2 separate regions of the Tachysurus fulvidraco genome follow, and region 1 is linked to region 2. A link is a contact called in public Hi-C data. All regions are on one chromosome and are shown on one strand. Each heading gives the region's core, a stretch centred on a gene start, on an enhancer-like site or on the middle of the called end of the contact. The rest is flanking DNA. Distances are from core to core; before and after follow the strand shown. Region 1 holds the start of zgc:77849 (telomere attrition and p53 response 1 protein). Region 2 holds the start of grin2ab (glutamate receptor ionotropic, NMDA 2A).

Region 1 (4,625 bases), core at 1,356-3,855, 160 kb before region 2:
TTCTAAGACCGGTTCAGTTCACACTGAGATCACACGACCCCACACAGGGGGACTGGTTTAAAAACATTGTCATGCATTGCAGTGATGTTAAGTGCATAAACACGGGTGTAATAAAGAACGTTAAACTTACGAGGTTTTGCCGCTCCCTGTCGCTCCCATGATGGCGTTCAGTCCCGTCTTCATGATGCCACTAAAATAAAGCAGCAGTGAACAAGTAATCGGAGTGTGACAGTCGAACCCTGGTGATCGGACAACCTCATGCTCTCCGTAACTGTTAGTCCTGCGATGTGTTTTGCTTTATGATGTTAATACAAACATTTATGCCCCTACAAAGCACTACTGAAATATAAAGCTCTATTTAAAAGGCAGTGAACGAGCCGGGTGGGCACGGTGGCTTAGTGGTTAGCACGTTCGCCTCACACCTCAGGGTTGGGGTTCGATTCCCGCCTCCACCTTGTGTGTGTGGAGTTTGCACGTTCTCCCCGTGCCTCGGGGGTTTCCTCCGGGTACTCCGGTTTCCTCCCCCGGTCCAAAGACATGCATGGTAGGTTGATTGGCATCTCTGGAAAATTGTCCGTAGTGTGTGTGTGTGTGTGTGTGTGAGTGAATGAGAGTGTGTGTGTTCCTTGTGATGGGTTGGCACTCCGTCCAGGGTGTATCCTGCCTCGATGCCCGATGACGCCTGAGATAGGCACAGGCTCCCCGTGACCCGAGAAGTTCGGATAAGCGGTAGAAGATGAATGAATGAACGAGCCGGTAATGAGTGATTGTTTACACCGGTGTGTGTGTGTGTGTGTGTGTGTGTGTGTGTGTGTGTGTGTGTGTGTGTGTGTGTGTGTGTGTGTGTGTGTGTGTGTATTACAGCAGCCTATTTATCTGCCCCCAGCCTCCTCAGCCCTATCCAACACACTACCAGGCTTTTCACACACGTACTGCACAAGGACACAATTCATATATTACTTAATTATCTGAGCTCATTTGAGGACCGTTTAAATGCTAACAAATATTAGTATCTGGATTTAATCTGTATTTAAAATGGAAAAAGGTTGTGATCTAGACTTGAATTTATAAACTACTTAAACCACTTATGATAGACAAAGAGCTGATCCTGTAAGCATCGTCCTGTTGCTGTTAGCACTGACCTGACATCTTTCAGGATCTCTCTCTCAGCTGCTCTCTTACGGCAAGGCCACCGGCTCTCTCTCACAACATAAGAGATGTTCTGGAAGGTCAAAGTCGGTCCCGGGACTTTCACGATTTCTTTCTCGCCTGCACGCTCTCTCAGAGATGACAGATCCATCATGTGAAGGAAAAAAAGAAACGTAAAGATAAACAGAGGACGTAGAGAACAAGATGTAAGTCAGAGAGATTTCCAAATCAAATCAGATGTCAACTAAAGCTGTTGACTTCTGCATGAACTGGACAAAGTCCAGTCTGTATTACATACTGTTTCATAAGGTTGTGTGATATAAAGGAAATCACACAGGAGGAGATAACGCCTGAACTTTGTAATACGACTGAGACAGAAGTTATGTTTAGACATCAGAAGTCAGCGTCAGGATCGGCGTCTGGGTGGTGCGATGAAGCCGTGATTCTGTTACCATTATTCTGTAGTCCAATAAAACTGCAGCGTCGTCTTCTAGCTTGCTGATGTTTGATGTCTGGATTCTCAGCTCGTCGCTGGTCAGACGGCATGGGTTCATTTTCTATAACAGCAGCTCTGGCAATAGTTCTGGCTGTTATTGTTACAGTATCATCGATTTCTATAGTAACACTGAGACATACAGTAATGCTCCACGTAAAAAAAGCGGGGAAGTCGTGGCCTAATGGTTAGAGTCTGACTCCTAACCCTAAGGTTGTGGGTTCGAGTCTCGGGCCGGCGATAGCACGACTGAGGTGCCCTTGAGCAAGGCACCGAACCTCCCCAACTGCTCCACGGGCGCCGCAGCATAAATGGCTGCTCACTGCTGTGTGTGTGTGTGTGTTCACGTTGTGTTTGTGTTCACTGCTGTGTGTGTGTGTGTGTGTGCACTTTGGATGGGTTAAATGCACAGAACGAATCCTGAATACGGGTCACCGTACTTAGCTGTACGTCACGTCAATAGTGAGATAATATACGCAACAAAAGACCTAAATGTGTTCGATACGTTTTTTGAGAAGTAACTCAGTGGCATTCTGTATTTGGTGAGAAGTTCAGTGATGACATCATCCACTCCTCCTGTATATATCACTATATATACTGCTATGAACTTCTGCTTAGATTCTCACTGCATTTCATTGGCTTTGTACACGATGACGATAACGTTTAATCTAAGCTAATGCTATCATTTGTCTTGCCTTTAGTGACATACACACATCAACATTGTTCAACATTTTCTTTATTTTTTATACACAAGAAGTTTATAACGTCAGTCGTGTCTAACACTAGATCACTAGTGGGTGTGGCTTAAGGATCTATCGGCTCTGTGATTCTCCCCGCCCACATCGGACTCCTGGCGAATCACAGTGGGATCTGCGGCTCAGTGTCCGGATGTGAAGCCGCACGGTTTCCTGGATTCCACGCCTGTAACCGTATGATGGCGAATGAGAGCCGAGACACGCAGGTAAAGGCGGGACATGTGCGTGTTTATGTGGTGAATCTGAGCGAATTGCAGCGGTGTTGAGACACAATAAGGCGGGGTTTAGAGTGTAACTTGTTTTCATGAGCCGCTCGTCTCGCCGTTCTGCGCGTCGCCGTTTTGTTTTGTCAGCCGGTGGAGTTCATGCGCCATGCAGTCGGAGGTCTGACGGGGAAAAAGCTAGCAGCTGTGGATCAGGCGGGATTCGGTTATTCAGCTCGGAGTGAACAGTAACGTGTTAGCTGACTTATAACACAAAAGTCGGTGAATAATTATGGAGGAGAAGAAGGAGGAGGGCGAGGCGGAGATCCAGGAGCACGGACCCGAGCACTGGTTCTCCAAATGGGAGCGGCAGTGTCTGGCTGAGGCCGAGCAGGACGAGCCGAGCGAAGAGGAGCCGGAGCAGAGCCGGCAGAAGCTGTGGCATCTCTTCCAGAACTCAGCCACGGCGGTCGCGCAGCTTTACAAAGGTCCGACACACATAAGTAGCTGATCTGTGCATGCTATGTTATGCTAAGCTATGCTAAGTGAGTTAGCCTGCTAGCTAAACAAAGGGCACCAGGCTCGGCTAGCCTGCCTTGGTAACCTCCTACAACACGCCGAGACAAAGCTGCTTTATGACCGCTTAATGACCCAGACATTGCGCTCGGGTCTGTTCGTGACGGCGTTACGGATTTATTTCCCACTGTATCCACACTGAAGGTCGCTTTAGCTAGTCGATATAAAACCTAGCGTGTTACCTCAGGCTAGCTAGCTGTATGCTAACACCGTCTCTAATTAGGCGGCTCGTTATTAGCGCACTTTAACTTGTACGTTTTTTACTTTTTTTTTTGTTAAATCTACATTTCGATAGTCGCGTCAATAAAACACGTAACAACCGAAATGTTTTTTGTTTGTTTCTTTTTCTGACGCCTATGATTTGGTGAAACAAAATGGCGAAGTCCTGGGAGGAGTTCCTGAGGGGGAAAATAACTTCACACGGTTTACAGCCCCAAGCCTGTGCGTTCACGTCGCCTTCCCTTTACTGTGAGCTGGAACACTAACACCAAAAACTAATGGCTGTGTTTCTAAACAGAAATCCACCTCATGCCAATGAAGCGTTGGGTTAAAGAAATGCTAAGACACAAAATGGCGAAGGAAGGTTTATAGGCAGCCAGCTGAGTTGTTGTGCTTGTGATTCCGTGCAGCTTCAGGACGCCGCTCACTATCTGTTCTGCTCCTCTTCAGGGGTAAATGGGCTACTTTTAGGATCATTGCTCCCTAACTGAGTGTCCATGTGAACTTGTGTTGGCTCACTGTCCTGTTTACACGAAGCGAAATCTGATCAAAACTAAACCTTCTACTCCCAACAAAATGGCGTCTTCCTCTTGGATATCAGATTGTATCAGATTTACAGTTTTATTGTTATTACTTGGTAAATGTGCACATTTATTGTGAACAATGTGAACTTTTGTTTGGTTTTGACAGCTTTGTGTCCCCTGTCCAAACCCCTAACACGCACTGCTCCTTACACAAGTGCCCTACAGTATACTGACACACTAATGAGCCCTATGTAGTGCACTAGCTCTTCAGTCAGGGGACATTTATCTCATTAACGTTAACAGACAGGGGAAATGATGACACATGATGTTTCTGGGAAAGTAAAAGAGTTTCCTGTCATTATCTTTTTCTTACAGATCGAGTATGTCAGCAACAGGGGCTTTCTCTGTGGGTCCCTTTTCAAAATGCTGCTACTGCCGTCACCAACCTGTATAGAGGTATGTTGTGTCCACAGGACGGTGTCCGATGTGTTCATGGTGTAAGAGACAAAACCGTGACTGTACGTGCGTGTAAAGACGTGTACGACAAACCACACGTCACAAGATTTCTTGGGTCACGTGCCGAGAGGTGGTTCTGGGACACGTACTCGACGATAAACTATGGCGATTCTGATCGAGTCGGAATTTTGTTGTTGAAAATGTTTGTGCATTTTGATGCTATGAGCAGAAAAAGTCAACTGTAACAATC
Region 2 (5,826 bases), core at 3,165-5,664:
TCTCAGTCTACCTCAGGGTTGTGTTTTATATTACAGACGTATCTCAGTCTACCTCAGGTCTGTGTTTTATATTACAGACGTATCTCAGTCTACCTCAGGTCTGTGTTTTATATTACAGACGTATCTCAGTCTACCTCAGGTCTGTGTTTTATATTACAGACGTATCTCAGTCTACCTCAGGTCTGTGTTTTATATTACAGACGTATCTCAGTCTACCTCAGGTCTGTGTTTTATATTACAGACGTATCTCAGTCTACCTCAGGTCTGTGTTTTATATTACAGACGTATCTCAGTCTACCTCAGGTCTGTGTTTTATATTACAGACGTATCTCAGTCTACCTCAGGGTTGTGTTTTATATTACAGACGTATCTCAGTCTACCTCAGGTCTGTGTTTTATATTACAGACGTATCTCAGTCTACCTCAGGTCTGTGTTTTATATTACAGACGTATCTCAGTCTACCTCAGGTCTGTGTTTTATATTACAGACGTATCTCAGTCTACCTCAGGTCTGTGTTTTATATTACAGACGTATCTCAGTCTACCTCAGGTGTGTGTTTTATATTACAGACGTATCTCAGTCTACCTCAGGTCTGTGTTTTATATTACAGACGTATCTCAGTCTACCTCAGGTCTGTGTTTTATATTACAGACGTATCTCAGTCTACCTCAGGTCTGTGTTTTATATTACAGACGTATCTCAGTCTACCTCAGGTCTGTGTTTTATATTACAGACGTATCTCAGTCTACCTCAGGTCTGTGTTTTATATTACAGACGTATCTCAGTCTACCTCAGGTCTGTGTTTTATATTACAGACGTATCTCAGTCTACCTCAGGTCTGTGTTTTATATTACAGACGTATCTCAGTCTACCTCAGGTCTGTGTTTTATATTACAGACGTATCTCAGTCTACCTCAGGTCTGTGTTTTATATTACAGACGTATCTCAGTCTACCTCAGGTGTGTGTTTTATATTACAGACGTAGCTCAGGCTACCTCAGGTCTGTGTTTTATATTACAGACGTATCTCAGTCTACCTCAGGTCTGTGTTTTATATTACAGACGTATCTCAGTCTACCTCAGGTGTGTGTTTTATATTACAGACGTATCTCAGTCTACCTCAGGTCTGTGTTTTATATTACAGACGTATCTCAGTCTACCTCAGGTCTGTGTTTTATATTACAGACGTATCTCAGTCTACCTCAGATCTGTGTTTTATATTACAGACGTATCTCAGTCTACCTCAGGTCTGTGTTTTATATTACAGACGTATCTCAGTCTACCTCAGGTCTGTGTTTTATATTACAGACGTATCTCAGTCTACCTCAGGTTTGTGTTTTATATTACAGACGTATCTCAGTCTACCTCAGGTCTGTGTTTTATATTACAGACGTATCTCGGTCTACCTCAGGTCTGTGTTTTATATTACAGACGTATCTCAGTCTACCTCAGGTCTGTGTTTTATATTACAGACGTATCTCAGTCTACCTCAGGTTTGTGTTTTATATTACAGACGTATCTCAGTCTACCTCAGGTCTGTGTTTTATATTACAGACGTATCTCAGTCTACCTCAGGTTTATTTCTCTTTACTAAACACTGCACATATTTTACACACTTTAGTCACCAGAAGGTGAACAGCTAGTGAACTTCCTCACACTAAACCTGCACTAAATTCTCAGCTTTCTCTGTTTATATTTATATTTTATAACACGTTGCACTATTTTATTACACTTTATTAAACATTTCTTACATTTTATTTCACCTTAAATGTTAAGAGATAATAGTTAAGTGTTCATTGTGACTTTAGACTCATGTTTACATTATAATTATTGGAGGTTTCCTGGTTGGTGACGTTTCTGTCTTAATAACTGAGGGGATTCTGATCAGAGGAAGGTGAAGTTTACAATAAAAAAGTTTAAATCTAATATTTTTCTCCTGGTCCTTATTTTAAATGGGTCATAAAGATCAATAATTATCGATATCGACCGATATGACGCACTGATATCATGATACAGTTTTCAGTCGTATCGCACAGCCCTAGTGTGTAGGATTTTTGTTTGGTCAATTTAAAAGGACGAGTCAAAAAGAACTTTCTCAGCCTCTGGACCAGCTTTTGTGGATTAATACGTTTCCTTTACAAATCCGTCGTATTCATTACAATAAACTGGAAATGTTACTTAACAGACATGTCTCAGGAAAAACATTAAAATGATCTTTAAAATGATCATGAAATTTTGATCAATCCACTAATCAGATCCACAAATCTGAGAAAAATGTCCCTTTTCTGAAAGCTAGGTGTGATGTTCTGCCTTCTGCTGAATCATTAGCATAAATGCATTTGGACAACAAAGTTAGAAAAAAAACATGATTCTTATCCAGACCTCAGTCAGTGTGAAGGTTCAGGAAAGCAAGCTGTAGATGGAGATAAGGAGGTCAATGATGGTGCATTAAACACTGTGGGGTGTGTGTGTGTGTGTGTGTGTGTGTGTGTGTGTGTGTGTGTGTGTGTGTGTGTGTGTGTGTGTGTGTGTGTGTGTGTGTGGGAAGGGCGAGAGGCTGAGAGAGCTCCACACTGTCTTAAAATAAACACCTGTGTCACACTTACACACACACACACACACACACACACACACACACCAAGAGAAAGAGATTTAACTGAACATCTTTTACTCTACTCCCCTTAACCTTTCTGCATTTTGAGACTTCAGGCTTTAGCAATTCTTTATAGACTCAGAATGTGTTTGTGTCAATTTGGTGAACACACACACACACACACACACACACACACACACACACACACACACACACACACACTGTATCACTTCATATTTCTCCACAGGAAGAACCTTTTTCGGAAATAATCCTGTTGAAAGGAAAATGTCAGAAAACGAGTTTGTCCAACGTGACTGTGCCCCAAAACCAGCAAATCCCTCTTCATTAAGCTGTGCAGTGTAATAACGGCGCCCCCTGCTGGAGAGGAACATTACTGAGCTTCAAACTTATGGTTCGGTGTAAATACGACCTGTGGTGCGGTGTGTGGTGTGTGTTGTGTGTGATGTGGTGTGTTGTGTGCGTGGTGTGTTGTGTGTGTGGTGTGTGTGTGTGTGTGTGTGTGTGTGTGTGTGTGTGTGTGTGTGTGTGTGTGTGGTGAGTGTGATCTCCTACTAAACATCTCCTACTTTGTACCTAGTTGTACAGTAGTGTTGTTACTAAGAACAGAAGTTGTGTACATGTCTCAGTGTAACTGACAGCTCACACACGGTTAGCTCGTGATAGCTAACAGGCTAATCTCGTAACTCTGAGTGTCGACACCGACACACGGTTCATCTCACGGGAATCATTCAGAAAGACTCTGACACGTCCAACAGAAACGCGTACAAACACAAAAATGGCTGGAATTGATGCTGCACCAGAATGAGCGCGTGCGGCGTTCGTTCAAGTTTAACCGCCGCGTGCGTGTGTGTGTGTGTGTGTGCGCGTGCCCCTACGTGTATATGTGGTATTCCCCTCACGCGCTGCGCGGTCTATGTAGGGCGCTCGCGCAGCAGGTGTTGCGCATCAACGGTCTGACAAAATAAAAAAAATAATAATACTAAAATAATGATTATAGATTTATTATTAATTCTCCTCTCGTGATAACAAGTTACGGGACCACGTCAAATATACACACACATTATTTTAAATAAATACATAAATATATAAATATATAAATATGCAAATAAATAAAGAAAGAAATAAAGAAAGAAACACACACACTCACATACACTCTCTCACACACACACACATACACACACACACACACACACACACACACACACCTACACACACACACAAACACACACACACAAACACACGCACAAACACACACGCGCGCGCACACACACACACAAACACACGCACAAACACACACGCGCGCGCACACACACACACACACACACACACACACACACACACACACACACATAACGCACATTTCCATCAGGTATTAAGGCACTTATTAAAGACTAAACCACTCACCCGATTCCTTCTTTACACGTTTGCACCATTCTAATGGCTGAGCAGATCGTTTCCCATCGTCTCAGATTCGGTAAAATCCGTTCAAGTTGAACAGAGACGGTGTAAATCCACCGGTGTCCTTGTGCTTACCTTCATCATCTCTAAAGTGTGTGGGAGGAACAAACGAATTTTTTGTTAATGGTTGTTAGCTAACAGAAAGTACATAGAATCCGGTGGGATTTTTTTTTTTCTCAGAGTCTCGAGCGCATCTTTCCGCAGTGGAGCCGGTGGAACAGGTCCGCGTGCCTCCGGTACCGTCCGCGTGCCTCCGGTACCGTCTCTGTAAGGTGGATATTCAACATCACACTGTCTCTCTCTCTCTCTCTCTCTCTCTCTCTCTCTCTCTCTCTCTCTCTCTCTCTTTAGTCGGGAGGGGAGGACACACACACACACACACACACACACACACACACACACACACACACACACACACACACACACACACACACACACACCAGCCGACACAACGGCGATTAATTTACACGTGAGAGCAGAATCCCAGACAGTTAGACACGCCGTAAACACTAGTAGATTACACGGATTAGGGTTTCGGTCGGATTCTCGGTGACAGTCTCGAGCGTCCCCGCGCACGGACGCAGTGCCTCCCACGCGCGTCAGTTACACGATCAGACCTTAAACAGGCGCGTTTAGGTTACAGGTAATAAACACACTGAGCTCTGTGTGTCACCTAAAGACGTTTTATTGGGTTTGTAACATTTATATTATACAAATCCACGGACACTCTCCGTTAACGTTTTAACTTTCCCGCCCATTTTAATTTCCAGTAGGCTGCGCGCGAGCTACTGCGTTTATTCTATATAAATTCTACACTCTCTCTCTCTCTCTCTCTCTCTCTCTCTCTCTCTCTCTCTCTCTCTCCCTCTGTCTCTCTCACTCTCTCTCCCTCTCTCTCTCTCTCTCGCTCCTGTCTCTCTCTCTCCTCGTCTCCTTCTCTCTCTTCCCCTCTCTCCTTCTCACTCTCTTTCGCTCTCTCTCTGTCTGTCCTCGCCTCGCCTCTCCTGCATCCTTCCTCTTCCTCTCTCCCTTCTCTCTCTCTCACTCATTCTCTCTCTCTCTCACTCTCCTCAGTCTCTCTCTCTCTGTCCTTTCTGTCTCTCATCTCTCTCTCTCTCGGCTGCTCTCTCTCTCTCTTCTCTCTCTCTTTTTCCTCTTCTTGTTATTCTCTCTCTCGTTGGTCATCTGCTCTCCTCCTCTCTCTCGCCCTCTCTCTGGCTGTCTGGTCTGTCCTCTCTCCTTCTCTCTTCTCTCTCTCCTCTCTGTCTCTCTCCTCTTCTCTCTCCTCTCTCCTCCTCTTATTCCGGCGTCTGTTTACCTTCTTCGCTCCCTCTCTATGTCTCAGCCCCTCTCTTCTCTCCGTTCTCTCCATACTCTGCCTATCTCAAGTCTGTCTCCTGTCCTCTCCTCTCTCTCCCTCTCTCCGTCTTTCTTCTCTCTCTCTCTCGCTTCTCTCTCTCTCCTCTGTCTTTCTCTCTCTCTCTCTCTCTCTCTCCTCGCTCTCTATCTCTCTCCTCTCTCTCCTCTCTCCTCTCTCTCTCTCTCTCCCTCTCTCTCTCTCTCTCTCTCTCATGCTCCTCTCTCTCTCCTCTCGTCTCTCCTCTCTCTTCGTCCTCTCCTCTCTCTCTCTCTCCCACTCTCTCTCTCTCCCTCTCTCTTTCTCTCTCTTTCTCTCTTCTCTCTCTCTCTCTCCTCTCTCCTCTCTCTCTCCTCTCTGCTCCTCTCTCTCTCTCTCTTTCTCTCTCTCTCCTCTCT

What was found. Hi-C and Micro-C count contacts between places; a contact is called where the count stands out from the background.
Region 1: a Hi-C map of ovary shows a contact between it and region 2, with 6 times the contacts expected there. The contact joins the promoter of zgc:77849 here to the promoter of grin2ab in region 2. A contact is called at or near these places in 2 of 4 Hi-C or Micro-C datasets (blood and ovary).

Annotation. Positions count from the first base shown.
Region 1 is chr18:1,069,851-1,074,475 of HZAU_PFXX_2.0, reverse strand. It overlaps zgc:77849 (telomere attrition and p53 response 1 protein), which reads left to right and starts at 2,605. Exons shown (of 4, transcript XM_027142981.2): 1 at 2,605-3,088; 2 at 4,295-4,375. The coding sequence starts at 2,893. abcg2b (broad substrate specificity ATP-binding cassette transporter ABCG2b) reads right to left here and starts at 1,452. Exons shown (of 15, transcript XM_027142767.2): 1 at 1,143-1,452; 2 at 131-190. The coding sequence starts at 1,303.
Region 2 is chr18:906,656-912,481 of HZAU_PFXX_2.0, reverse strand. It overlaps grin2ab (glutamate receptor ionotropic, NMDA 2A), which reads right to left and starts at 4,414. Exons shown (of 13, transcript XM_047802732.1): 1 at 4,018-4,414.